Linked DNA regions of Mus musculus: regions 1, 3 and 4 are each linked to region 2. A link is a contact called in public ChIA-PET and HiChIP or PLAC-seq data. All regions are on one chromosome and are shown on one strand. The core of a region is the stretch at or near the end of the contact, and the rest is flanking DNA. Distances in the headings are between cores, read along the strand shown.

Region 1 (7,002 bases), core at 1,604-4,103, 470 kb before region 2:
GACACCAGGTATTTCCCTCTGGCCTCCACACACGTGTACAAACAAGTGAACATGCACACACATACACACACACACACACACACACACACACATCAAAAAAATCTTTAGAAATATGAAGAGATTAATTTAAATGGAAAGTAATACATCTGATGTTTCTTTAGTTGGGGACGAAGGACAGAAAGCCAGGAAGACCAAGCAGGAAGTTTTTCCAACCCCGGAAAATGTGTTCACGAAACTCCAACTCCTCTCATACTTCGATCAGCATCAAGTAACATCTCAGGTATCCATTCAGGGCTGTTTGTCACATGCTTTGAATATTCCTCCCTTAAAAGCTCAAGCAGTGTACTTCCAGCCTTAACTTTTACAAATGACCCTTATAGACTTGGAAGCAGAACAAGCTTCATTTGTGAGTATTAGGTGTTTCCTTCAACACCTGTTTTTATTATGTAAGTATTTTTGCTTTATAGTAATTATTAATTCATAAAGGTAATTCCTAATATACTTATTATATAACATGCTGACCCAGCATCACTATTGGTGAAGGAGAAACTTTTTGATGATTTAATTAAAATACTGGGAAATTTAGAAGAAATCCATTGTTATTCAGTTAACATGTCAGTTTCTGATGACTCACACTTTTGAGTGATTTCCCTTTGGGGTCACCAGTATCTAGATTATATTGAAATTTTCAAATGATGTTTGTAAGAATGCTGATTTGTATATGTTTTGACTTCCACGGAAATACTAATTTCTAAGTAGAATCACATGAATTCATATGTGTTGCTGGAAAAAAACCTAAAACGAAAACAATCGAAGTGATATATCGAAGTGAAGCCTCACCCAGACTGTTGGTTGTGTGATTTTCCTTGCTTTTGTCTGAGCAGATCTCTAACAATGTGCTGGAACAAATCACAAGCTTTGCGTCTGGAACATCCTATCACCTCCCGTTGGCTCACCATATTCAGCTCATCTTTGATCTCATGGAGCCAGCGCTGAACATCAATGGGCTGATTGACTTTGCCATACAGGTGCCACAGAGACTATACTGTGCCTTTCTCACATTTAGGAAAGCAAACCAACCAGACACTAGAGTTTATCTTGCTTCTTCATACTCTTTATTTGTTGATTTAAAAACCAGGCTATCCCTTACTGTTGAGCTTGTCTGAACTTTCCATCTGAAGTGACCACCCTACTCAGCCCCCAAGTACCTAAGGCTACAAGCTTGTGACCTGGCTTACATTTATATGAAATATTTTTAGATTTATTTTATGTGCATGGGTGTCTTGCCTACAGATGTGCACTATGTGTGTGCCTGGTGCCTGCAGAGTTCAAAAGAGGGCATTGGCTCCCTTGGAAGGGCGTTACGGATACTTATGAGACATCTTGGGGGTGTTGGGTACTGAACATGGGTCCTCTGAAAGAGCAGCTAGTGGTACTTAACTACTGAGTCATCTCTCAAGCCTCTTATTTTTTAAACTTGCATAAATATGCAAAAATGTAGTTTTATGAAATACCATATGATGCCATAAAACATGTATATGTTATGTATATTCTTATAGCAAATTAAACATACCTATTCTTCAAACATCATTTCTTGATGGTAGAAACTGTCAAGAGTCCTTTTCCCTACGTTTGCTAGGTACAGTGCATCCTGTTACCTATAGCCGCCCTGCCATACATATTACACGTGAAGATATCTTGCTCCTGTAAGAACTTAGTCCCCACTGATTAACTTTCCCTAATCACTTCTCTGTCCCAACTCTCTTTGGCCTCTTGGAACTTCATGCCTTTGAACATGTGCCAGTTCTGTTACATTAAAACTATTTAAGCTGGGCAGTGGTGGCACGTGCCTTTAATCCCAGCACTTGGGAGGCCGAGGCAGGCAGATTTCTGAGTTTGAGGCCAGCCTGGTCTACAGAGTGAGTTCCAGGACAGCCAGGGCTACACAGAGAAACCCTGTCTCGAAAAAAACAAAACCAAAAAACAAAACAAAACAAAATCCCTAAAACAAAACAAATAAAACAAAACTATTTTAAGCACCTAGTACATTTTAAAGTGTTTGAGACATTTTGAGTTAATAGTTTTACTGTTAAGCTATAGTTGGTGTTAGTAATACACAACTTATTTAAAACTATGTATACGTGAAAGATGTTTTTGTTTTGGTGTCGGTTGTTGTTACCTTATTATTTTGCGTTGGGAATAAGGAAATGATATATTCTCTCTAGTAGAGTTAAGCAGTGAAAAGCACAAATGATTGTTAAAATACTCTTTATAATTTCATTTGTCCCACTGTAGTTACACACATTTTAGATCATTTATTCCTTGTGTTAATAAATAGACATTAGGTTTGATTTTTTTCTATTGTACAGTTACTCCAAGCTTTATAAATAAGAATGTAGTTATTATAGTTATCAGTTGTGTTGCATTGAAAGGAAAAAAAAAAAAAGAAGCACAACAACCAAAATGAAAAAGAAAAAAAGAAAAAAAGGAAAAAAAATTAAATAAAGAATGGGGTTGTTTATTAAACGCTTAGTTCCAGGCTCTGGGCTTTCAGAAAGTTTTGGTGACTGTTTCAGCACTGACTACATCCTGGTTGGGTGCATGCTGGTGTCTAGACAGAAAAACATTCGTTTAAATTAGTAAAGGCTTAAAAGTAAATGCCAGCAAAAGCTTGTGTGCTTTCTGATTCCGTAGCGTATAGGAAATGTGCACTAGGGGTTCACTGAACGGTTTCCCTGTTTGTCTTCTTCCCTCCCCTCCAACCCTCCCTTCACCCCCCCCCCAACCCCACTTCTGCTGCAGCTGCTGAATGAACTGAGTGTGGTGGAAGCAGAGCTCCTCTTGAAGTCTTCTAGCCTGGCAGGAAGTTACACTACAGGACTATGTGTCTGCATTGTGGCCGTGCTCAGGCGGTACCATAGTTGCCTGATCCTAAATCCTGATCAGACAGCCCAGGTGTTTGAAGGGTGGGTATATAAGTAGCAATGTTTTTGTTTTTTGTTTGTTTGTTTGTTTGTTTGTTTGTTTGTTTTTCTTATCCTAAAAGGTAGAATTCATAGTGAAATACAGTGCATTTGGGAGAAAAATTATACTGAGTTCTAAAAAAGTATTTTTGTTTAGACTGTTGGTCTGAAGTTTTGATACCACTCATTTTGAAGTTTTAGATGTCTTATTAAAGTTTCAATGAAAACATCCCAACAATGGTCTTACCAAAATATTTTGTAGAGAAAGAGATATAAATGGAGGAAGTGTGTTTGATTTTTTTTTTTTTCTACTTACTTACTGGCTTCCTCTTCACCTCCTGGTCATGCACAGCTCTCTTCTCATTTATGCCGCCCAACAACTTACTGCGAGCAGTGAATACTGGGATCTGGTCATCTATTTTCAGTGTACTTTTGAAAAAACAATCAGACACTACATAGTCCTTGCAACACTGCAAGGATTCTTTGCACTGTAGAAACTTGGCCATCTTCTTTCTGACTCATGAAAGTTGTTCGTCTGAGTGTCTAACGGACAAAAGCTTCTGCTGTCGCTCATAAAGTCGGGCTAAGGAACTGTCTGCAAGAGGCTGTGCTTAAAAGGCCAGGGAAATGCAGGGAGCTCTGTGCAAACATCGTGTTGCCTGCTCCTCACCTGCATTTCTAGGGCCTTTTATTAAAAAAAAAAAAAGACAACCTATTCTTTATTCCTCTGTCTCCTCATTTGTCTTCTTGGTTTTCACCCATCCCCTCTGTAACCTTACACATGCATTTAATTTATAAACAGTATTTCTCTAGTGGCATCTACTTTGCAGAGGCTTTTCTTTGATTTACATGTACATCTAACTTAAGAAGTAGAATATTACAAGCCTCAAAAGCTTTACAGTGAGAGAAGGTGTGTATTTATGTGAGGCCTCGCTCTTTTATATCGTTCGACAGGTGAAGAGTTTGGAAGTGATGTGCCCCATATTCATTACACAGCTAGTATATGTTGCAAATTGAAGTTGACTCCTTACTGTTTTTTCAGCACTATTCTTTTAAAATCATTCAATTTTAAAATAATAATTCATTTAACAACACATTCACTGATCATGAACTCATACATACTTAGTTGGAAAAAGTGTTTTTGTTTGGTTGTTCTTTGATTGTTAGTTTGAAATTGTTTTAATATTTTAACATTTAAAATATTAACTTAAATACTCATAAAATTATATTTGGCTTAACTTTGTTATATTTTTACCTTATTTATAATGCCCTAGTTTGCTCGTTGTTGCTACGGTAAACGCTGTGACCAAATTCAACTTTATCAAAGGTTGTTTTTTTGTTTTTTGTTTTTTTGTTTTGTTTTGTTTTTCAGTTTATAGCCTGTAGTTGTATCATTGAAGCACACCAGGACCAGAGCTCGAGGAAAAACTCTGGATGCAGGAACTTACTGGCATGCTCCCTTTGCCTTGGTCAGCTAGCTATCCTATACAACCCAGGTCTGCCTGCCTAGAGATGGCACAGGCTACAGGAAACTGGACCCTCCCTTGTGAAGCAGAAATAAAGCACGTCTGTCCCCCCCCCCCCCCCCCCGTCATTCCCAAGTGACTCAGGTTGTGTCACATAGATAGCTGTCTTAACTATTGACACACCGTATGACTTTTTTTTTTTCAAAATCACAATCCCCCCCTTAATGTGACTGAGAGTATCAGACCACAGTCCAAGGCTTTAGTCTTAGAAAGTGAAAACTACTGTAAGATGGACGCACCTACCCATTTGCATTTGTTTACTTTAGTCGCAGGATAAGTCTTTACTTTCCATGCTCTGTTGGGATTTGTTTGCTTCTGCATACCCAGCAGATTCAGGTGTTGCTTCCCTCTTAAACGATGGTTCCATTGTCTGTACCTGTTGCCCCCCCCCCTTTTTAAAAAACATTCCATTTAAAAAATCTTTTTATTTTTTTTCCCTCCCTCAACTCTTCCCAGTTATCCCCTTTATCAGGCCCTTCCCTCCAAATCCACTCCTTTTCCATTTTCCTTCAGAAAAGAGCAGGCCTCCCAGGGATATCAAATGATCAAGTTACAACACAACTAGGCACATCCCTTATATCAAAGCGGACAAGGTTAACTCAGTGGGAGAAAATGGGTCCCAAAAGCAGGCAAAAGAGTCAGAGATAGCATGCACTCCTGCTATAAGGAATCCTACCAGAACACCTAGTTACACACCGTAACATATATGCAGGGGACCTAGATCCGACTCATCCAGGTTGCTTAATTGCTGGTTCAGTCTCTGTCAGCCCCCATGAGCACTGCTTAGTTGATTATGTAGGCCATGTTCTTGCGGTGTGCTTGATCCCTCTATCTTTTTTTTTTTCCATTTTTTATTAGGTATTTAGCTCATTTACATTTCCAATGCTATACCAAAAGTCCCCCATATCCACCCACCCCCACTCCCCTGCCCACCCACTCCCCCTTTTTGGCCCTGGTGTTCCCCTGTACTGGGGCATATAAAGTTTGCAAGTCCAATGGGCCTCTCTTTCCAGTGATGGCCGACTAGGCCATCTTTTGATATATATGCAGCTAGAGTCAAGAGCTCCGGGGTACTGGTTAGTTCATAATGTTGATCCACCTATAGGGTTGCAGATCCCTTTAGCTCCTTGGCTACTTTCTCTAGCTCCTCCATTGGGAGCCCTATGATCCATCCATTAGCTGACTGTGATCATCCACTTCTGTGTTTTCTAGGCCCCGGCATAGTCTCACAAGAGACAGCTACATCTGGGTCCTTTCAATAAAATCTTGCTAGTGTATGCAATGGTTTGACCCCTCTATCTTCTCCTGTCCTTTCTCCCTCCTCTTCTTCTGCGTGATTCCCCGTGTTCTTCCTAATCTTTGGCTATGGGTCTCTGTATCTGGCCCCATTAGTTGCCGGGTGAATCCTCTCTGATGACAGTTATGCTAGGCTCCGATCAATAGCAGAATTATCCTTAGGAATCATTTCATTCCCTACTTTTTTCCAGTTGTGTTTGGTTCTGTCCTAGGTCTCTGGGCTATCTAGCCTCTGGTTCTTGGCCACCCAGGCAGTTCAGGTGTGGGCTTCTCATAGAGTGGCTCTTAAGCTGGACCAGTCACTGGTTGGCCACTCCCAAAAGTTCTGTGTCACCTTTACCCCAGGACATCTTGTAAGCAAGACAAATTGTAGGTGGACGATTTGTGGCTGGATCGGTGTCCCAGTCCTGCCTCTGGACGCCTTGCCTGGTTGCGGAAGATAGCCAGTTCAGGCTCCAAATCTCCTATTACTAGGAGTCTTCGCTAGGGTCTCCCTTGTAGATTCCAGGGAGTTTTCATTGCACTATATTTCCACCTTGCCCCTCAAATGCCCCCCCCCATAGTTATCTTTCCCAGTACTCTCTCCTAGTACTCCATCCCACACCTGATCCCTCCTGTTCCCATGCCCATCTCCCCTCAGTCCCTTGCAAAATCTTCTGTTTCCTCTGCGCAGGGAGGTCCACGTGTCTTTCCTTGTTACTCAGCCTCTCTGGGTCTGTGGATTGTAGCGTGATTGTCTTTTACTTTACAGCTAATATCCACTTATGAGTGAGTACACACCTCAATAGGACAAAACAGCAGTCTACAGAATAGGAAAAGATATCCACCAACTCTATCTAACCGAGAGCTTACATCTAAAATATATAAAAGAACTCAAGAAACTAAACATCAACAAACCAAATTATCCAATTTAAAAATGGGGTACAGTTCTAAACAGAACTTTCAACAGAGGAATATCAAATGAAAAAAAAATATCAAATGAGAAAAAAAAAGTTCAACATCCTTAGTCATCAGGGAAATACAAATCAAAATGATCTAGAGATTCTATCTTATACTGTCAGAATCACTATGGTAACAAACAAACAAACAAACAAACAAACAAAAACCCCACAAGTGACAGCTCATGCTGGTGAGGATGTGGAGCAAGGGGAGCACTCCTCCATTGCTGGTGGGAGCACCAACTTGTACAGCCACTATTGAAGTCACTGTGGTTGTTT
Region 2 (6,396 bases), core at 1,994-4,493:
CAGTCCTTCACCTCCTAGTTTGGAAAGCACAGTGATGTAAGAAAGCAGATAGGCCAACCCAGTTTCTCACGTTTTATAAATTAATTGTTGGGCTGGAACTGAGTCCAGAATCATATCAGTGGCCTAAGACAATCCCAGATATCTATAAATTTCCTTTTTTTTTGAAATTCTCATACATAACTTTAAGATATTGTATGGGAAGCAATATTTTCAGATAAGGAGAATCTTGTAAAACTTGTCTTTTCTGTGATACTCCTAATAAACACCTGTACTTTAGTGACTTAGTGCAGCTTCTCCTGTTTTCTCAGAAAATAGGACCACAGGAGGCTGTTTTATGGAGTCCTTCAACTACAAGGCAAGTAAATCATGGGTAGTCATTTCTTCTCAGTGTTTCCTTAGTTTAGGGGAACTAATGTACATGTACTTTTGTGAGACCCCAACTTAGAGTGTTTCTCCCTGGAAGGTAAAGCCCATGGATGTTCCCCAAGCTTGTTTTCCCTGATTTCTAAAAATACAGCCAGAAAGAAGCTCTTTGTTCTCTATAGCCAGCAAAAAGCCTTTTTGTTTGTATACTTTACAGCCAGAGATGCCTGCCTTCCTGTGCTGAGGACATGGAGATAAAAATTCAGAAAGAGCTCACTCCCCACTCCTGCCTTATAAATTTCATCAAGGACACCCCGAAGAAAAGAACTCTCTTCCCAACTCCTCCCAAGTCTTCCCAACTCCTCCCAACTCTTCCCAACTCTTCCCAACTCCTCCCAATTCTTCAGCTAGCTGTTAAAAGCCCCCTACTGTCACCACTCGGGGTCAAACTCCCCTGCCCTGCATGGCAGAGGGACTTCGTCCTCAGCTAGCTGATAATAAAACCTCTTGCAGTTTGCATCAGGTGTGGTTTTCTCTCGGGACACTGGGGTGCTGGCCAGCTCATTCCCGGACTTGAGCAGAGGCCCAGCTTTGGGGGTCTTACACTTTCATGCCTCTGTTTTCCCTTTTGCCTGTCTGCAACTAGCAGATCTTCATGCACTAGCTTTGTGGATAAGTTTTCTGTTTCATCAGTTTGTAAATTTTTTATAAACAATTTAAGATGAGCCTATATCAGATTGATTAATGTCTAACATTAATTAATGTAACTGTCTTTAGAGTCTGAATCAATGAAATGTCTAACATAATTAAAGTAAGGGGCTTACTTTAAGGGAAAGAAAATAATTAATTTGTCTTAAAAATGGGCAAGGGACTTGAGTAGACTTTTTTTTTTCACAGGGGGCACAGAATGTACAATTGGGCATGGGAACAACTATTGAATACTGCCAGTAACACGATGAATAAAATATAAAAGTTAAACAATAGGATTTCACTCTATACATGTGACAACAATTTAAAAACAAAAATATTTGTGACAATTTGAAGAAAAAGTAAACTACATTCTCCTTTATGGGAAGAAAAAAAATGAATATAACTGGTATGAAAAACTGGTTGAAACAGTTAACAAATAACAAAAAAAATACAATAGAATAGAGTTACTATATAATATAAACACCTTATTTCTGGGGATGTAAATTAATTAAAAGCAAGATGTAGTTTAAAGTTGTATTTGTACATGGAATCAATGTAGTGGGCCATTTTGGATGAATTATGATGTAAGACATAATTTTAACATGGAGAAGATTAGATCAAGTAAAATGTCAGACAGATAATACACCGAATTTAACTTTATTTTATATCATTTGACTAGCATGCAAAAAGCCCTAGCTTCAGTTCTCCTGCACTACAAAATATAAATACAAGGAAGTTGACCTCATAGCAGAGCACAGTGTGGTGTTCAGTGGGGTGTGGGGTGATGGGTATGGTTAAAACAAGATTCAGTGTGTAGAAAAATTTGGCAGCATTTTAGGAAAAATTTCAAGAGCCATGTGGTGAACAATGGTGGCTTTGGTTGTATTGATGAATATTGCTGAGGGTAGATTTTAAATGTTAATCAGTTTGAATTAACCAATTCCTAATATGTGCATTTGTCAAGAGACAATTATATAGTCCATAAACATAAGATTTATTACTGATAAATGCCACAATAAAATAAGGGAGATATACACTATTTAAGGCTGAAAAAAAATCTCAAATAACAAAACAAAAACAAAACCACGAAACACGAATGATAACATGGCATTAAATGGTAGATCATATCACATCTGATGTAACATTAATTCACTGTGGTTTCAGAGACAGTATGACACTTCTGAAGTTACTACTCATAATCTCTTTAGACAGAGAGTATTGCTACTGGTAACATCAAATTCCTATTCCTGGTCTTGACTAAGGGCTAAAATCCAGCAAATACTCTAACTCTTCCATTTTTTTTTTTATTTCAGTAAAGTTTTTTTTTTTTTTTTTTTTTTTTTGGTTTACATACTTAAAGAACAGATTATTAAAATAATGAGTCTGAGCAAACAAAGCTTGATGGGTGGGATCTAGTTTTCTGTGGATTCATGGTACAATCAACAATAAAACAAACAACCAGAAGTCACCACTGTTTTAATGAGAGGATATCAAGTCTGTGAAGCTTCATTAACTGCTAATCTAAAAGAGATGAGAGATATGTAGTGTGATGATTATAATGTCTCTAATCAGTACATGATAGTTTGTGTGATACCTGCTCAGGTTCAATTAATGTTAGCTGGATCCTTTAGTAATGTCATTACTTTAAAGAAGTCAATTAGAACCTTTTTTAAAAAAAGGATAAGAAAAGAATTCGCGATGATTTGTGTCTCATCATTAATGGAAGAGGGGAAGGTTGCTGATATAGTTTAGACTCATAGAGGTGAGCAAGAAAAACAGCAGGAAATGGTGCGGAAATTATCTGAAGGCTCTAAACCACTTACAAGTCTTATAGTTTCATTAAACATCATGGATGCTATTCATTGACTCTTAGAGTGGGAGAAACAGGAACACAAAACCACCCTTTTTAAGTGCTTTCTTCCAGCAAGAGGAAATAAATTTTAGTGAGTGTTGTTTTGTCAAAGGCAGTACATTTCTACTTCTCTGAAAGATAGTTTGTTTTTGATCATATGCGATAGTCTCCCTGTAACTGTTGTACCACAAGAAAAGAAGATTTGAGGGCACCCAGTCTTACTTCCATTAATCAACATTTCAGTTATTTCTGTGTTTGTAGATAGAAACAGGTATATAGTACTTACCACAGCAAGGGAACATGAAACAAAAGGGAGAGAGGTAGATTCCCCAGATGAGACACCCTAGAACCAAGTTAAATATACTTTTACACATTGTGGTTTCCCTTGTGCTCAAGGAACTTCTCTACTCAGGAAATCTGAAACACCTGACAGTGAACACTTTTTTACTTAGTAGAATCTGTTTACTTCTTTAAATGGTGAATAAAATAATCCATCTGCTAGCCTGTATCACCTCAGTGACCATCTTGGGGCAATAGGAGTTCATACAGGGCCCTTACATGAACCCTCTAAATTCCTAAGGTCAATAATGCATGATGCTAACAGGAATAGGGCATGAGAAAGCAGCCATTGTTTTCCTTTGTCCACTGGAGACCACCAAACCATCAGAAAACACTAGGCCTCAATACAACCAAACTCTTGAGTGTAACAGGTCCTCAGCACTTAGTAGGCCCTTAGCATAACTTACTAACTGATGGAAATGCCATTCAAGAAGTAAAACACATCATGTAGACAATACCACCAGCCAAACAACAACAAAAACCCTAACTCATCAAAGTTCATAATTCTGGAGCAGTTTCTTGCTTTTTGGTTTCTGTAGTTCTGCTTTTAGCTAACTGTTCTTGTTAACTGAAGTATTTTACGAAGTGAGAATTTCTGCTGTTGTTGGAGACTCAACTGTGCCTCGTGGTGTTTTTCTGAAAGTTGTTTTATGAGAAGATGTTTTGGTGAAGTAGATACGTGGTGTTTTTCTGGAAGATCTCTGGTGAAAACCACGTGATATGTTGCTGGAGTGGATGCTTGAGATGTCATGTGATGTATATATAAGCCAACACAACAGTGGAAGACACTCTGGCAAGGGTTCCCCTTACTTTCTTCCCTGGCCTTTACTTTTCTAGACATCATAGAAAGAAGTGCACAAGAGAACTGCTCACAGTATTCGAGCTCCTTGCCACTTTGGTGGATTTGAGTCAACAGGTGGAGCCTTGTTCTTTCTTCTGGACCAATCCACTGCTGCTGATTCATGTTTGGAGTTTTGCTAAGTGGACTAGACTGTAGACAACAAAGATTGGAACCATCCAAAGGAACTAAACAGGTATTTATCCCCTTTGTTCATTTAGCCATTTTCCTCTCCTACCTTTGGTTGGTGGGCTATACAGGATTTGAAACTTTTAAGAACACTTATTGAAGAAGGTTTTGAAAAATATAAGCCTACACTTTTAACTCAGGATACAGTTTTTGTGCTTTAAAGCTCACCCTGACAAAGGCTCAGGGCTACATTGGGGTCCTAAGCACTCAGTATTGTGGGATCATAAAAGGCAGTCTGTGAGGCTTGCTCTGGAGACCCAGTAGAAAATTCTACAAGTGATGGAACAGTGAGCTACATCCCCAGACACAAATACCTGATACCACAAACCCTCAACTCCATCATTCTGTGACCATCAGTCACATAGGCTGTCCAGACTCCTCCCCAGAGTTCCCCTGCAACAGCAAGGTAGCCCAGCCCACCATAAAAAGAGCTGCTTGGCCCATCCTCTCTCTTGCTTCTCTTGCTTTCTCTCTAGTCCTCTTGCTCCCTCTCTCGCCCTCTCTTCTCACCTCTCTCCATGTGGCATGGCTGCCCTTTGCCTCTCCTCTCCTCTCCTCTCCTCTCCTCTCCTCTCCTCTCCTCTCCTCTCCTCTCCTCTCCTCTCCTCTCCTCTCCTCTCCTCTCCCCTGGATCCTCTCCTCTCCTCTCCCCTGGATCCTCTCCTCTCCCCTGGATCCTCTCCTCTCCTCTCCTCTCCTCTCCTCTCCTCCTCTCCTCTCCTCTCCTCTCCTCTCCTCTCCCCTGGATCCTCTCCTCTCCTCTCCCCTGGATCCTCTCCTCTCCCCTGGATCCTCTCCTCTCCTCTCCTCTCCTCTCCTCTCCTCTCCTCTCCTCTCCTCTCCTCTCCTCTCCTCTCCTCTCCTCTCCTCTCCTCTCCTCTCCTCTCCCCTGGATCCTCTCCTCCTCTCCTCTCCTCTCCTCTCCTCTCCTCTCCTCTCCTCTCCTCTCCTCTCCTCTCCTCTCCTCTCCTCTCCTCTCCTCTCCTCTCCTCTCCTCTCCCCTGTATCCTCTCCTCTCCTCTCCTCTCCTCTCCTCTCCTCTCCTCTCCTCTCCTCTCCTCTCCTCTCCTCTCCTCTCCTCTCCTCTCCTCTCTCCTCTCCTCTCCCCTGGATCCTCTCTCTCCCCCGAATCCTCTCCTCTCCTCTCCCCTGGATCCTCTCCTCTCCTCTCCTCTCCTCTCCCCTGGAGACTGAGCCAGGGTTCTACAGTCTGTGAGGCCCAACACCCATCTCAGGGAAGTTCTGTGTGATCCTGCAGCAGTCTCCCTGAGCTCTGGTGGGACAGGGATCTCTCCCACCCCTTTATTTCCCCATGCCTGGTGCCCAACACAGTATATTCTCCAATTTGTTAATAAAGACTTTCTAGTGGCTTAAATATATATCTGAGCAGTCTTTCCTAATAGATACCTCACCACATTGAGCAGATTATTTGTTTTTCCTAAGTAAATCTGGGGGACATAAAATCTCAAACTCTTACCTTTTTTTTTTTTTTTTTTTTTTTTTTTTTTTTTTTTTTATGAATCAGAGCTGAACTCTCAAGGAAATCTGACACTTTCTTATTTTTAATGAATTCAAAAGTTAATTTTTTTGTGTGTTGGGCACTTTAATGGCTGCTTACTCTCCTCTAGCTCCTTAATATCACAACTGTTTCCTGAACATTGGGCCTGCAGCTTCCTTAAAATGATGTGTTCCCTAGACTAACTCTGGGATCATCCCCCCCAAAAAATACATATTCCACTTTTTCTGTGCTAACTCAGTGACATAAAAAAAAGCACTTTAGACAATTCCATTGGTAATCATGACCCAAATTTTTAACAACTGACTTTCTTGCATGATCAGGCAATAATGAGAAGTTGCTTCTTGACAAGACCATAACTTCTTCTGAAGTAGGGAGAGGCTTTGGAATGCTAGATTTAAGTCTTCAGCTATGTGTGCTTCCTTAGAAATAGCCATAGAAGTCAAGAAATCAAGGGCTGTGGGATGTGATTCAAAGGGAAGGGATATAGAGTTGCCTGGTGAAAGGTGAATGAAACAGGAATAGTTAAATGGGAGCAGAGGGTGGGATTGCAGGTTAGAGTAAGAAATATAGGAAAAGATAAATAACACTAAAAACTTCACATGGAGT
Region 3 (7,054 bases), core at 2,957-5,456, 490 kb before region 2:
CTCTTCTCTAGGTTCCTGGCAACTCTGTTGTACAGAGCAGACCCTCTGCTTTTGTTGCTGTTGTTTTGAGAGAAACTTGCTGCCTGGAAAAGCGGTAGTGACTGGTGATCCCCACATAGACACTGATGCGCTGGGATTACATAAGAGTGTGCCACAACACTTGACTGGGCAATCTACTTCTGACTATGGTATTATAATGGAATGAAGTGTTTGAACTTATGAATCACAGATTGAAGTTATATCTGGAAATACCGTTCTTAAAAGTGTATATATTAGCCAGGCGGTGATGGCTTTAATCCCAGCACTTGGGAGGCAGAGGCAGGTGGATTTCTGAGTTCCAGGCCAGGCTGGTCTACAGAGTGAGTTCCAGGACAGCCAGGGTTACACAGAGAAACCCTGTCTTCAAAAACAAACAAACAAACAAACAAACAAACAAACATGTATATATGAGTTGTAAATTTATGTAGAGGCAATTGAAATTGTCATCAAAGGTAAGCTATATAAGCTATACTACCATGTATGGATTACTATTTAATAATGTGGCTCAGATACAGTTATGTGTAACACAGTATTAGGGTTTTCCTGTGACTGTGTCATGTGCTCTGTAATGGTATATAGGTTTAGTGATATGTGTAATAATACAAATGATTTCATTGTTTTATTTAAGAGACCTAGAATTCACCTAAAGGAGAGCTTTGGGATTTGTAATATGCTGCAGTTACAGGTTTGACTTACCCAGTTACTGGATAACTGGATAAAGCATTGTGTCAGTAGCCTTAAAATTCCAATGTTTGGTCTCCTTGTTTCATTTGTGCTCTTTCCTAGCCCAGGTGGGCAGCATTTCTCCTCAGCTCTAGCACGCACATGATAGGAAAGCAACTATACAGAGTTCAAGAGCTTAAGCTTCCATTTTTAAAATTTTTCTTTTTCATCTAGGTGCTGATCAGATCTAGGATCTTGTACATGCTGGGCACAGGTCCTACCACTAAGCCCCACTACCTGCCCTGGAAGCCTACTCTGTTAATGGTAAATCGATAGGAGCTGGCTGCTTTCCTTTTACTTTTATAGTGCAGTAAAATAAGACCCAGTTGGGCTAGGCATTTTGATGCATTCCTTTAGTCCCAGCACTCTACTTGGAAGGCAGGGGCAGGTGGATCTTTGTAAGTTCCAGGACAACCAGAACAAATAATGACAGCTTGTCAAGAAAAAGGGCCCCTTTTGATTTGTTTTAGCAAAATTTATTAATTGCACAGTGCATATTTAGCAAATTATCCTAAATCAATTCGATAAGTAGATGAGGAATGATGTCACACAGATGAGGAAGTGACTGGGCTGGAGGACTCGGAGGAGGTTGGGCAGGTAAGGTTACCTGGAGTAAGGGACAGCAACTTTGGGTGTCACTAATCAATAGGAACTTACAAAGTGGGTCAGATGGAAGGTTCTATGTACAGTGCAGTGCGGACCAAATGTGCCATATTAAATGGAGTTTGTAAAGGTCAAGATTAGCAAGTGATTCCAGGAAGACAAGGAAGTTCTCTTGCCTCTGTGGCTTCTGAGGCTATGGAAAGAGAGAAGCCAGGATTTCACATTACAGGCGCGGTTAGGGGAAGAGTCGTCGTGTTCTCCAGAAAACCCAGCATCACCAGCCACATATTTTAATTTTCTTAAACCCATAATGAGATCCAGGGAAGTAGATAGGCCCAAATAAAATGAATCAGGCTTTGAAAAATCTTCCCACATGAATATTACTAATGCCAGGCCAACCATCCCCTTGCTCACATGCACTAAGGATAGTGTACAACAAACATCCCGTCTAGGATATCCTTACCCCATTTCTTTTGTAAAAATGTGTGATTTTGCTGTCTTTTTACGAACCCTGTTTTTGGGAAATGTGGCTAAGAATGAAAGCAGTTAATATAAGACAGTGTGTAGCAAGGAACCTAATTTATAGATAAACAGTGAGGGAAATAAGTATTTTCCAACAGGATGCAGATGCTGTTGCCCAGGAAGGTTTTGCTGACTAAACACTTCCCCTCTCTGGATTGCACATGGCTGTGAACTGGCTTTGCCTGTTGCATGTGCCTCTCTTCTGGTGCTCTGTTTAGATGTAGGAGCAGCCCTTTGCACTTGTAAGGAGGAAATCTTTTGAGATGCCTGGGGTTATTTTGACCAACCCACTTTGGTTCCTCAGACTGCATCTCTTTGAGCCCCCACCTTAGCCTTTCCACACAGGCACTGGATATGCAAGTTGGTTGGTTTCTGTTCACAAGTGTCAGCATTCTGAAGGCTGTAAAAGCCAGCCTGGTGTTTTAGGAATTATGTGTGTGAGAGATGGTGGGGTGGTAACTAGAAGGAAGATTTTTCAGGCAAACCTGTTTCCCATTAACCTTTTCCATAGTACATGAATGCCCTTGAAAAGGTGACATCTAGTGGCCATTTGCTGTATTACATGGTCTCTTAATTTATCCTGCTTATAAATACGTCTATGTGGTTAAAATGGGCATAATGTTTTTCCATACACTAGGATAATAAAATGTAGGGAACTGTTTGTTCCCCTCTTTTTTCCTGTAATGCTTAAATGAGGTCTCCACATAAATGATCTTTTGAAATCCCATCCATAAATAGACGTGAGGCCATGCGTGAAATTAACCTGTGGGACACAGTGGTCAGGCTAGGGTGATGTTGTCTGTCTGACTACTGTGGTGGTCTTCGCTTGATCCTGCTGTTCTTGCCTTTCCCCATCTCACACATGGCACCTTTTGTGTGAACTTCTTGCATAAAATTATGTATATTAAGGGGTCCATACAAATGTTAGTTGTTGCCAGAAAGAGAGTTGCTTCTTTAGCAATAAACAGCTGGTTTTCTAACCTACAGTCAGTCTTATTGGTGGTTTGACTGTAAGTGTATGGTATTCTGACAAAATGCAGTGGGGCAAAGCAGACAAAGAAGACAGCCATGACGATAAATACCTTCACCTCCAGCCGCTTGTGCCTGCTGTCCTTACTCCTAAACTTCCTATAGGAGTTGTACACCTTTTTGGTAATCACCGCATAAAACAGAAGCATCAGAATAAACACAGCCCAGAAAATGAACTGGCAGGTGTGACTGACCACCTGATGCCACCACAGCCCAAGGGGACTCTTCAAAGATGCACACTTCTTCACGGATGATGGCGTTGCCTCCTTGTTCAAGATCATGTTTGGCAGGGAGATGAAGAACATCAGGGACCAGACGGAAATGGAGACTGTTTTTGCGAAAGCCGTCTTTTTGACAAAGGTTTTCCTGAACGGCATGATGATCTTGAGGAACCTGTCGAAAGCGATGAGGCCCAGCATCATGATACCCACATACATCGTCTCATAGAAGACCACGGAGGAGAGCGTGCACACAAATCCTCGGAGCTGCCAGGGCGCAAGGTGTGAGTCGGAAAGGATTTTGAAAGGCAGCATGAGTGCCATTATCAAGTCTGCCACCAGAGTGTTCTTGAGGTAGACGATAAAGGTGGAATTGCTGGGGATGTGGACGAACACCCAGAGGGCCACGGTGTTCAGCAGGATGCCTGCCAGGAAGACCACAGTATAGAGAACCGGGAACAGCAGCTGTGTCATCCGAGTGTCCCTGGGGCACCGCTCAGACTTGTTGAAGCCCTGCATCCCAGTGGTGTTGATTGTCCCGAGCATCAGCTATTACACATAAACATGCACACAGAGAAAGATTACACATAAGCAGGCATACAAAGGAAGGTAAACAAAGGGTCCTTGTGGATTGGCAGATAACTACTTCTTGTAAAAACAAACTTACTATTTAACTCATTCAGCGGATTTGATTCTTTGGCTAGAGCTTTTTTGAGCACATAGCTTAGTTTTGTTGCTGTTGTTGTTTGGTTGGTTTTTGTTCAGTTTAGTTTTGTTTTATAAAGTCCTGTTAATGTCTACCCTTGTGAAGTCCAAATAGCAAGCACCAATCACTACACGGCGGTGACAGAACCTAATTTAAGATGTAAGAGTACAGGGTAGTGTGTCATGCGTTATGAAGTACCTTATGCTTGCAGCCCGTGATTACAGAATATTATATTTAGATTTCTAGAAAATTTAACCACCTTTTACCTTTTATAGCAAGCAAATTCATAAGAAAAATTAAACTGACCTTTGTTTTGGAAGAGACTCAGCTGTATGAGTTGTGGCAGTTACTAGCTCAACCCACGAATAGCTTGTGAAGTAAAGGTTCTGCTTTCTTATACTGCTTTTCCTTCCTCATTTCCCCTTGTGGGCTTCTGTAATACCCACATTTTCTAGAACCTCTTTGTCTTTAGACCTTTGGAGCATTTACCAGTAGTTATTGGTTGCGTGTTCTGAGTATTGAATCCAGTGCTGTCACCGGCTCTGCAGGCACGCCACCACGCCATATTCTTAACATGTGGTCTATTTTATTATATTAAATTATATGTGTAAGGGCGCATATGCATTCAGGTGCCCTCAGAGGCCAGAAGTGTTGGATTCCCTGGAGCTGGGGTCCAAGGTGACTGTGAGCTGCCTGGAGTGGGTGCCAGGAAAATCCCTTTAACCGCCGAACTATTTCTCTAGGCCCAGTGTTTTACTTTTTATTATTCACATTCAGCGACCTTATTGAATACTTCATATGTAATAGTAGGAGTTAAAATGATGAAGAAAATAGTATGAAATTACAATCAAGTAGGAGGAGAAGACTTGATCTGAAAATCAAATCATCTTCTGTCCCTTACAGCCTGGGCGTGCAAGAAGTTTGTATGTCTAAGGCTAGGCTTTGGTTGTTGGTTGCTTGTTTGTTTTGCTTTGTTTCCTTTCTTCAGACATTGCTGTTAGTCTTTTGATCCCTAGATCTGTGGCAGATTATGAGTCACATTTCCCAAGAAGTGGTAGCTATTATTCCTGGACCTCTGCATTATTCGGTATTATGTTTAAACAAATGTTTTAAGAGCTATATACCTCATTCTCTCATGTAGCAAGTTTGAAATCATCATCTACTTCATAGGAGTGTGGGGGAGGGGGACCGATGGACCGACCCAGGGCACATCAGTGAAAGCTAAACATGCCAGCCGCTCATTGCTTGGGTTCCTTGAATTGCCCAGTTTGAGTGGAGCTACAGTGTGGCACTTTTAGGAAGCCCTTTTGGGAAACCACCTCCATTCTTGAGACTTAGAGAAGTTTTGAATCAGGGCTGGCCTCAGATTGGTACAGTGTTTCGTTTTAAATCTCAGGGAGTGTGCAGAAAGTTACAATGTGTGACAGTCTGCTTCCCTGCCCGACAGATGAAGGGAAAGAGGAAATCAGATGATCCTGGGGAGGATGTGTGGTTCTCTATGGCAAGTTTCACTTCACCGTTCTTGCCACGCGCTTACCGTAGAGATGGACCGTCTTCAGGGTTTGGCTAACTAGTAATTCCTATATTACTTGGTTGAGAATTTGGAATCCATTGATTCCACATTTGAACATTTTAAAATGAAATGTACTGTGTTTCCAGGGAACGTTGGTTAACTCTAGGGAATAAATGGCACATTGTAAAAATTTTCTTTTTGGCTAAAATATGTTAGGATTTACTGATGTAATGCCCCTTAACTTAAATATATATCCTTTTGCTTTATAAGAGGATAAAAACCTAGCAAAATCAATATTTTAAAGTAGGTTTATTGTTAATTTTAACCATAAACACAGTCAATTTTAAATTTCTCAATAGCCCCCAATCCAATATAACATTGAAGGTCTGGAAATTTTTACTTTAAACAAGGGAAATTCTGTACAGGATAATTTCATAATATGAGAAGTAGAAATCACATTTTGGTCAAATTTCAAAATGCCAAATGTGGGAAACTTTGAAAAGAGGAACTGATCAGCAATGGACATTTCTAGGGTCACAAAGGTACATTCTTTTGGTTGTGAAATACATATTTATTGTGAGTGTGTGAGTGTGTGTGTATGTGTGTGTGTGTTTTCCTTCAGTGGGTTAGTTATATCTTTCCAACATGTGGGTTTCATGGATTGAGCTCTGCATGGTCATGGTTGGTCTTCTCTAGCTGAGTCATCTTCATAACTACTACACACTTGTTAAATGAGAGCTCCCCTTGGTAAGTTCCTTAGCTGATATTTGTTGGAAAGCCTGTTCCTCTTGGAAGGGCCTCTCTGCACGCTGCTCCCTAGGCCTGTGTGGAAGTGCCATCTCCAAGCTGCGGGCCGTAGCTCCAAGGGCTTGTCCACCTGTCGCTTTTTGTTCCCCTCATTTGGGAAGTTATTTATACTCACTCTGAAATACTTGCCCCCTTTTTATGATGAAATACACAACAGTGTCCTTTTCATATAGTTAGGGGTAAAAGAACGTCCATCATATGCTCACAGTGAGGCCTGTCATGGACGATGTCATGCGAGCTTCCTCAGTCAATGAAAAAGAAAATAGGAATACTGTGGGCTTATTAGTTCACGAAGGCCGGGAAGGAAGAACTAAAAAACAAAAAACAAACAAAAACAAACAAACAAACAAACAAACAAAAAAACCCCATGCATTGAAAAGTTTCAGTGTTTAGGAGCCTGCTGAATAATTTAAAGACTGGAATAAATTAAAGACTGGAATTCTAATATGCACTAAGAATAGACTCAAAGTAATAAAATAAAAATAGCTATGGTATTATAGGTAACTATGTTATCACAGCCCTTACAATAACAACATAGTCCAGTCTTATTTTAGATGTGAAAATCAAAATGAAGAAATTAAGCACCTTCCCAAAATAGTGTTAATAGAGACCACCACTAACTCACCACTGGCCCTAGAATTTGCACTTAGAGCCTGCCTTGTCCCAACCCCACCACACCCCTGAGAGAGCAGCTGGAGTGGTTCACTTCATCCTGAAGTCCTTATGCCAAGAGTCAATGATTGATACAGGAAAAAGAAGCTGAACGGACACTCAGTTCTGTCTGGTACACACTCAGGTCTAAGGTTAAATTTGTAAATTGTCCAACCAGTATGGTCAGATGGGACAAACTGGTCTGTAATGGAAGTTGCCTACACCTACTTCCTTTGCTAGACC
Region 4 (6,869 bases), core at 3,243-5,742, 440 kb before region 2:
CACCAGGTCCCATCCCTGCCTGTGTGTCCAAATCACTGCAAAGCTATTGACGTACACAGGCTTGTTGTTAATTCTGACCTGCTAGACCTTGAAATAATTACTGATTTTCATTTTCTTAATTTAGGAACCTTGTTGTAGATTTTTGATTAAAACTAGCCATAACAACTGCCAAAACTATTTCATTATTTCATGCCCAAGAAATGGTTTCACATCATTGTTTTTGAAAAACAGATCATCTCGTATTGAGGATGAATATTCATACTATACATTTGAAACCCAAGAAGTTTTAAAGAGAAAGGTCATAATTTCTTCATTCTATAAACTTAAAGATAGAGCTAATAATACTACCACAACTGAGTGTTCTTTATTGGCTACCTACAGGGCTCCTGATTCAGACATTCTGGCATAGACCTGTTCTTTAGGAAAATTTTCTTTTCACTATATCAATCAGTTTGACCAATGTTCTCTAATGGGAGATATCTTGTTAACGTGAACATTGTAAATAGAATTTTGCCCCCTTTCTAGCGGAGGCCATGGGCAGTGTCGGGGCCTGGCACACGGTGTTCCTAGCAAGTATCTTGCTTTTTGGAGGCCTCAGACCTTGTTGTGCTCCCCCCTAACTTTACCAACACTCTGCTGTTGGCCTTTGAGAAATATACAACCAAGAAACACAGGCCTCGGAAATAGTCAAGGTCCACAGAGAGCCGCTTCCTAAGGAAGAGTTTTCTCTGAGCAATCTCTCCGGTATTTTTTGTTTGTTCTTTGTTTTGTTTTTCTCTGCATACATTTATATTCTTTGTCCTGTATATTTAAAAACTTCCCCCTAGTAACAGAAAGCAAGCTCATCACATACCCTGCACGTTTCTGTTGCTTTGGGATTTCCTTCCAGAGCAATAGAGAATTGTCATTTAAAAGCTTTACCAGTGGTTTTTAATCTTGCCAGTACAGGAAGGTGTCACCTTCCCAAATGTTCTCTGGTGGTTTCCCACCCTGTCCTTCATGTAGTCGTAAATAAACAAGAGCAGTGAGTGAGTCTACTAGAAAGAGCAGCTGTTGCAGCAGGGGCAAGCCATTTTTTCTGACTAGCTCTGTTAATACTTCCTTTGCAGTATGTCTCTTTTGAGCCAGCAGCCTTTCCTCTCATTGGTCCTTACCTGCCTTAAGGGGCAAGATGAGCAACGGGAAGGCCTTCTAACATCTCTGCAGAATCAAGTCAATCAGGTAAAGCGTGGAGTACTAAACTCGGCCAGTATCTTTCTGATGGTATTCATTATTTCCCTTTTGTGATTTCATGATAGTGTCCTAATGTGACATTAGATTAATGTTCTGCCGCTGAGATGCTAAGAAACACAGTCCATGTCCCATTCTGCCTAGCATCATGGTCACCAGAAGGCCAGCAAAGCTGATGCTAATTATGCATTGAGAGATATGTAAAGACTATAAAAGTAAGTTGTTGCACACTGCTTAGCAGCTAGCTTACCGATCTCTGTTGCGCCTACCGAGAAGCAAGGAATCAAGGAAAGATGTCAGATTGGTTTTGTGAGTTGGATTATCCTGACACAAAGCCAGGTGAACCCTGCCCGGTGGCATTAAATGAGAGCTGATAACATGCACAATGGCACCAGGCTTACTCGGTTTCCTTTGTCACCACACCCACACTTTGGACAGGTCTTTTCTCTGTCTAGCTTCCAGAGGGAGCCATTTAAATACAAAGCACTCAGGGTTCTCTTCATACCTAGACTACAAATGCCAGGGCTGAACTGATAGAGCCACTCCTGATTGGGCATTTGCTGTCTCTTCCAGTGGGTTTATCCTTTCCTTCAAGCCGCTCTGGGCTGGGCCAGTGTCCTGGTTTAGGTGCCTGAGCACTTCCTTCTTTTGTTGCCTGGAAGGATCCATGTCAGATGTTAAGCAGACCTGCTCTGCCTTTCTGCGAGTCTCAGTTCACCTTGCCTCCCTTTGTCCTTGCCATAGGCATTTCTGTGTGGCCTTTTTCCGTGTGTGTGTGTGTGTGTGTGTGTGTGTGTGTGTGTAAGACTTTCTTCTCCCAGCTACCCAGGAAATTATAAAATAACTGGGATTTTGTCTGTCTGGAAGAAGAGGAAGAGTAAAAAAAAAAAATAACTTTGTTAATGTTTAAGCTAAGAAGTGTTAGCTGTTACTGTAGAGCTTCATTTTAAACCTGTAAAAGTCGTCATAGCAAAGAACAAAGGGATTTCTGTTGTTACTCTTTGTTTTTTCCCAATCTTAGATTTTAAGTAACTGGAGGGAAGAAAGATACCAAGATGATACGAAAGCCCGCCAGATGATGCATGAGGCCCTACAGCTCCGCCTGAATCTGGTAAGGATGTGGCAGACCCATTTCTGTCACACCTCTCTCTGTGTGAAAGTAATACCAGCTTTCAACATCTGTGGACAGAATCTGCATGACAGAGGGAAGCCTTCCTCTTTCTCACTCTGTACCTACTTCCTTTTCTCTTAAACCTTCTGTTTCCTTAGCTGCCGTCCTTCCTGTCTGGGTTGAATTCTAGACAGTAGAGTTGTAAGCACCTATTTGTGTTTTCCACCAGGGAGTAGAGGCTCCATCTGGCAGATCTCTCCTCCTCCTCCTGTGCAGTGCTAAGGGGAGGTCCGACAAACCTTTAATAGGAGTGTTGGCTTTCACTGTGTTCTATTTTACAACCACAGAAATCTGTCAACTCTCAATTTTTCTCAGAGACATTCTGTTAAATTGATCAGAAAAAAAAAAGACAAATCTCACAAGAATATTTTACAGAAATCTGAAAGTTTCAGCATGTTTTGTATTCCCTTAAATTTCCTCTTGACAAATCCTGAACGTGCCCTGGGCAATTGCTTTTCTGGCTTTTGGCAATCTGACCTCCCTGGGCAGTTGTTCACCTCACCTTCAGCACTCTGACCTCCTCCCAGGAGCTGGCAGACCTGTGGCAATACCTTCTCCTCCTCATTCCTTCCACGTTAAAGGGCATCTCCAGGGATATTATAGTGGCAGGCTCAGATGCAATAATAATCGAATATCACACAATTGCAGGTGATGAGACAGAGTTTTGATGCTATTCAGGTTTAACTGCAGTTATGTCTAAAACTAAGTACCATGAGAGACTGATGAGAAGAGAAAGGTAATTTTGTGACTGCCCACATTCAAGTGTTACACTTTCTGTTAAGTTTTGAATGCCTAGCCTCTGTGGAAAGAACCATAAACAGTGATAACCACATAGCTAGAAGAGACAGTTGTAGGATAATCCATAGTGTGGCTAGCAAGAACCAGTTCTTAACATCACTTCTGGTTTAACAAATCAACATTTGGGCACATATGGTAATAGGGGTAGCAATACAAAATCTTTATCATATTTTGTATGCTAGGTAGGAGGAATGTTTGACACGGTACAGCGGAGCACGCAGGGGACCACCGACTGGGCCCTCCTACTCCTCCAGATAATTACTTCGGGAACTGTTGACATGCACACTAACAAGTATGTTGGGTTTTTGTTTTGTTTTATTTTGTTTTTTATCATTTTATACCTTTTTTTTTCCCCTGCATGCATGCATGGTACAAGCTTTTGTCTACTGACAGGAAATTCTGCCACTTACTGATTTAGCTGTCATTAAAAACTTAGCACTTTCAGTAGAAATGCTTAGGCAATTCTGTGTGTCCGGGTTTTGTTTGTGAGAATAAAATGGGGTTTTCTTTCTTCTCAGTGAATTATTCACAACGGTTCTTGACATGCTGGGTGTTTTAATCAATGGAACCCTGGCTTCTGACCTATCAAGTGCTTCCCCCGGGGGATCAGAAGAGAACAAACGTGCATACATGAACTTAGTAAAGAAACTGAAAGTAAGCTTGTGATCAGCCTCTACTCTGAAATCATGTTGTTTATGGATTATTGTCTTAATTTCCTCCTCATTAATCTACATGTGTAGCTGATTCAGCAGATTGTGGTTATTTGTTATCTTACCTACTCTGTCAGTCCTTCAAAATTACAAGCATGATATTTGAACGATTTTTTTCTCTGAAAAGGTGTGCTCAAATAAAATGTGTTTTAATTTTTAAGGATTTTAAAAATGCATTATCAGATATCTAACCAAAACTCCAGTGTCAGATTTCCTTTGAACCCATGCTTGGATTTACACATGCAAGTGGGAAAAAAAAAAATGAGCTCTGCATTGAATTTGTAAATCCACTAACAGTCCTGGACATGAACGGCAAATAGACATTGCAAATACATAATCTGAAGACGTTACAGTAAAAAAGCTGATGGTTACCTTGCACTGTGACCCTGGATACGGGAAAGTGTCCGTGCGGCAGCTCCTGCTGTGTGACAGCAAATGACACTGGCGTTTTGTCATTTCAGCACTCTGATTTGTCATGGAGAACAAGACTGCCTTTGTGTGCACCCTGATTTTCTACTTGAATAGAAGAAATGAAACATTTCACCAGTCCAATTTGCAGCTGTTCCATAGACTGCGCTAAGGACTAAAGACATACTAGCCCTAAAAAAAAGGAAATGTGTCACTGGGGAACTTCCTTCTTGTTAGCTTTTGCTTCATTGTAAAGTCAGAATTTTTGCCTCACTTCTCTCTTGCTTTTACATTTTTCCCCCCTCTTTCTTCTAGAAAGAACTAGGAGACAAGAGGTCAGAAAGCATTGACAAAGTTCGACAGTTGCTGCCTTTGCCAAAGCAGACCTGCGATGTCATCACGTGTGAACCCATGGGTTCTTTGATCGATACAAAGGGAAACAAAATTGCTGGATTTGACTCTATTGATAAAAAACAGGCAAGAGTAAATGTTTTTTCCCACATATATAAATATATCTAGTTATAGAAGCCAAGTGACTTTTCTTAATTTTCAGTGGTATAATTTTTGTCATCAAAGCACAATAGCTATTGGCATTGCAAAAAGAAAAAGAAAAAAGCCATTATCTTCAAAGATCTCCCAATTAAAATGCTTATCTGGACTTCAGGGCATTTCTAGAATCTACCAAAAACTTAAGTAACAGCTTAGCATAAGAAATAAAAGTAAAATAAAATTATTATTTTACATCAGGATAGGAAACAAGCTATGTTTATATAAGAAAATGTGTGCTGATAAGAATTTTCATTTGCTGAGTAAGCAGTATTTAGTAAAACTTGTGTTACAACACTACGTAGTCTCTAAGAAGCAGTATTAGATGGGCATTTGCTTTCTATACAACGCTTTGGAAGGTTCTTTAAAATAACAGAAAGGCCAGCCTGAGTAGCCATTGGCACTGCAGCAATGGAGATGGTGGAGGGAATCCCTGCCCTTAGGGGGAAGTAGATGCACTTTTACATGCAACGGGACGTGCAGGTCAGGTCATGATGGCACCAACGGGGAACGGTTTAAGTCACACAGGCAGAGGTAGTCAGAACAGGGGTCCTACAATAGTGGACACACAGACCATCCTGACGGACTAAGTATACAGAAAAGTATAGGACAGGTGGGGAAAGTTTAAGGAAAGGCAAGAAAGGTGACTGTTAAGAGGAAAAACCATGCCACCAGAATTCAGAGTTAACTCAAATGCCATAGCAGTGTGGCCATGGGAGGGGAAAACCAGAAGTCACAATAAGGGTGACTTGGGCTTCTTTCAGAAGGCATCCAGGAGCCATTTAGATGTGAGTTCTACTCAGGAGAACGATTTCATCACATGGCAGACAGCAGTGGGTGGTGACATTACTGGTAGTGTCAGAAGAAGTCACACTTAAAGAGGAAGACAGACAAAAACAGATATGCTCACATGGGGGGCGGGGTACCTTGGCCGTTTTGAGGAGAAATGTCTTTAAATAGGTATACTTGCAAAATTACTAAGAAATGTTACCCATTAGTATTACAAATAAAAGCATGCTATTTTTCAGAAACAAAATTGAATTCCTTACCTGGATTCAGTAAAGATACCTTGGAATTGAAAGACTTAATTTGTGTTGTACCTGTTTCTGTAATTAATTTTCTCCCAAAAAATTTTATTCAGAGAAAGCCACATACATGTACATGAAATATATACTAAATTGAGTTCATACATCAGAGGCAGACTATATATTGACTTTTAAATCTTGTATAATACTAAAAATAATGGATTCCTGAGATGGTTCTAACAGCAACTTTACAGGATACTTGAGAGATTATATTTTCTACAACATACTTGAATGAGAATGTCATTTTATACTAAAATATTTTAGCTCACTTTTAGATGCCTTAAGGAGTGTCAGGTGGTACAGAGCACTGGAGAACTGAACTTGCAAAGTCCTGAACCCCAGTTCACACTGCTTAGATGAACATTCCTGTCTACTGAGTTCCCTTAGCTCGTTCCAACCTTCCAACCGCACGCTTTCAAGCTTGCCCTGTGGGTTGGGGACAGGCCAGGTTGTGTTGTCACAGAACATTCTTTTCCCACAGGGTCTCCAGGTCTCTACGAAGCAGAAAGTGTCCCCATGGGACCTGTTTGAGGGTCAGAAGAACCCAGCCCCGCTGTCCTGGGCCTGGTTCGGCACTGTCCGTGTGGACCGGAAGGTGATCAAGTATGAGGAGCAGCAGCACTTCCTTCTGTACCACACGCACACCATGCCCAAGCCCCGAAGCTACTACCTCGAGCCGCTGCCCCTACCTCCTGAGGAGGAAGAGGAAGAACTCACGTCTCCAGTTTCTCAGGAACCAGAAAGGAAATCAGCTGAGCTGTCAGATCAAGGAAAAGCTACAGCTGATGAAGAGAAGAAGACAAAGGGAAGGAAGCGTAAGACAAAATCGAGCTCACGCATCGATGTGAGTGGGGGGTGTAAGGAAAAGACGGGGTCATGGGCACCTAGTGTGGGATTTACCTACGGCCGAACTCTACACCT

The links. ChIA-PET counts read pairs in DNA pulled down with a chosen protein or histone mark. HiChIP or PLAC-seq counts read pairs in DNA pulled down with a chosen protein or histone mark.
Region 1: a contact with region 2 is called in an RNA polymerase II ChIA-PET map of memory CD8 T cells, with 5 times the contacts expected there. The contact joins two enhancer-like sites. A contact is called at or near these places in 1 of 15 datasets of contacts at CTCF or cohesin (CD8 T cells) and 3 of 115 datasets of contacts at active chromatin or transcription factors (CD8 T cells, effector CD8 T cells and memory CD8 T cells).
Region 3: a BATF HiChIP or PLAC-seq map of CD8 T cells shows a contact between it and region 2, with 20 read pairs. The contact joins the promoter of P2ry13 here to the enhancer-like site in region 2. A contact is called at or near these places in 2 of 39 promoter capture datasets (embryonic stem cells and stem cell-derived epiblast-like cells), 1 of 15 datasets of contacts at CTCF or cohesin (CD8 T cells), 6 of 115 datasets of contacts at active chromatin or transcription factors (CD8 T cells, T-cell acute lymphoblastic leukemia, bone marrow-derived macrophages and 3 more) and 2 of 9 other capture datasets (embryonic stem cells and liver).
Region 4: a contact with region 2 is called in an RNA polymerase II ChIA-PET map of memory CD8 T cells, with 32 read pairs. The contact joins the promoter of P2ry12 here to the enhancer-like site in region 2. A contact is called at or near these places in 5 of 39 promoter capture datasets (the 3T3-L1 cell line, embryonic stem cells and liver), 1 of 484 Hi-C or Micro-C datasets (CD8 T cells), 3 of 115 datasets of contacts at active chromatin or transcription factors (CD8 T cells, effector CD8 T cells and memory CD8 T cells) and 1 of 9 other capture datasets (embryonic stem cells).

Annotation. Positions count from the first base shown.
Region 1 is chr3:59,232,243-59,239,244 of GRCm38.p6, forward strand. It overlaps Med12l (mediator complex subunit 12-like), which reads left to right. Exons shown (of 44, transcript NM_177855.3): 17 at 162-280; 18 at 885-1,028; 19 at 2,803-2,966. The region is part of intron 1 of P2ry12 (purinergic receptor P2Y, G-protein coupled 12); the gene reads right to left. Among named protein-coding and RNA genes, the nearest start is that of P2ry13, 25 kb to the left of the region's middle. Within about 2 kb of position 2,854, at least 54 of the 459 cell types and tissues checked have an H3K27ac peak or open chromatin away from gene starts, as enhancers often do. A contact at or near this core is called in CD8 T cells, effector CD8 T cells and memory CD8 T cells, where this site is marked.
Region 2 is chr3:59,699,643-59,706,038 of GRCm38.p6, forward strand. No RefSeq gene overlaps it. Among named protein-coding and RNA genes, the nearest start is that of Aadacl2fm2, 27 kb to the right of the region's middle. Within about 2 kb of position 3,244, at least 21 of the 459 cell types and tissues checked have an H3K27ac peak or open chromatin away from gene starts, as enhancers often do. A contact at or near this core is called in CD8 T cells, effector CD8 T cells and memory CD8 T cells, where this site is marked.
Region 3 is chr3:59,206,676-59,213,729 of GRCm38.p6, forward strand. It overlaps P2ry13 (purinergic receptor P2Y, G-protein coupled 13), which reads right to left and starts at 4,207. Exons shown (of 2, transcript NM_028808.3): 1 at 4,147-4,207; 2 at 1,217-3,683. The coding sequence starts at 3,680. The coding sequence ends at 2,667. All of the region lies in intron 15 of Med12l (mediator complex subunit 12-like), which reads left to right.
Region 4 is chr3:59,258,493-59,265,361 of GRCm38.p6, forward strand. It overlaps P2ry12 (purinergic receptor P2Y, G-protein coupled 12), which reads right to left and starts at 4,493. Exons shown (of 5, transcript NM_001357008.1): 1 at 4,282-4,493. It overlaps Med12l (mediator complex subunit 12-like), which reads left to right. Exons shown (of 44, transcript NM_177855.3): 31 at 1,110-1,221; 32 at 2,252-2,341; 33 at 3,382-3,491; 34 at 3,718-3,853; 35 at 4,633-4,794; 36 at 6,430-6,792.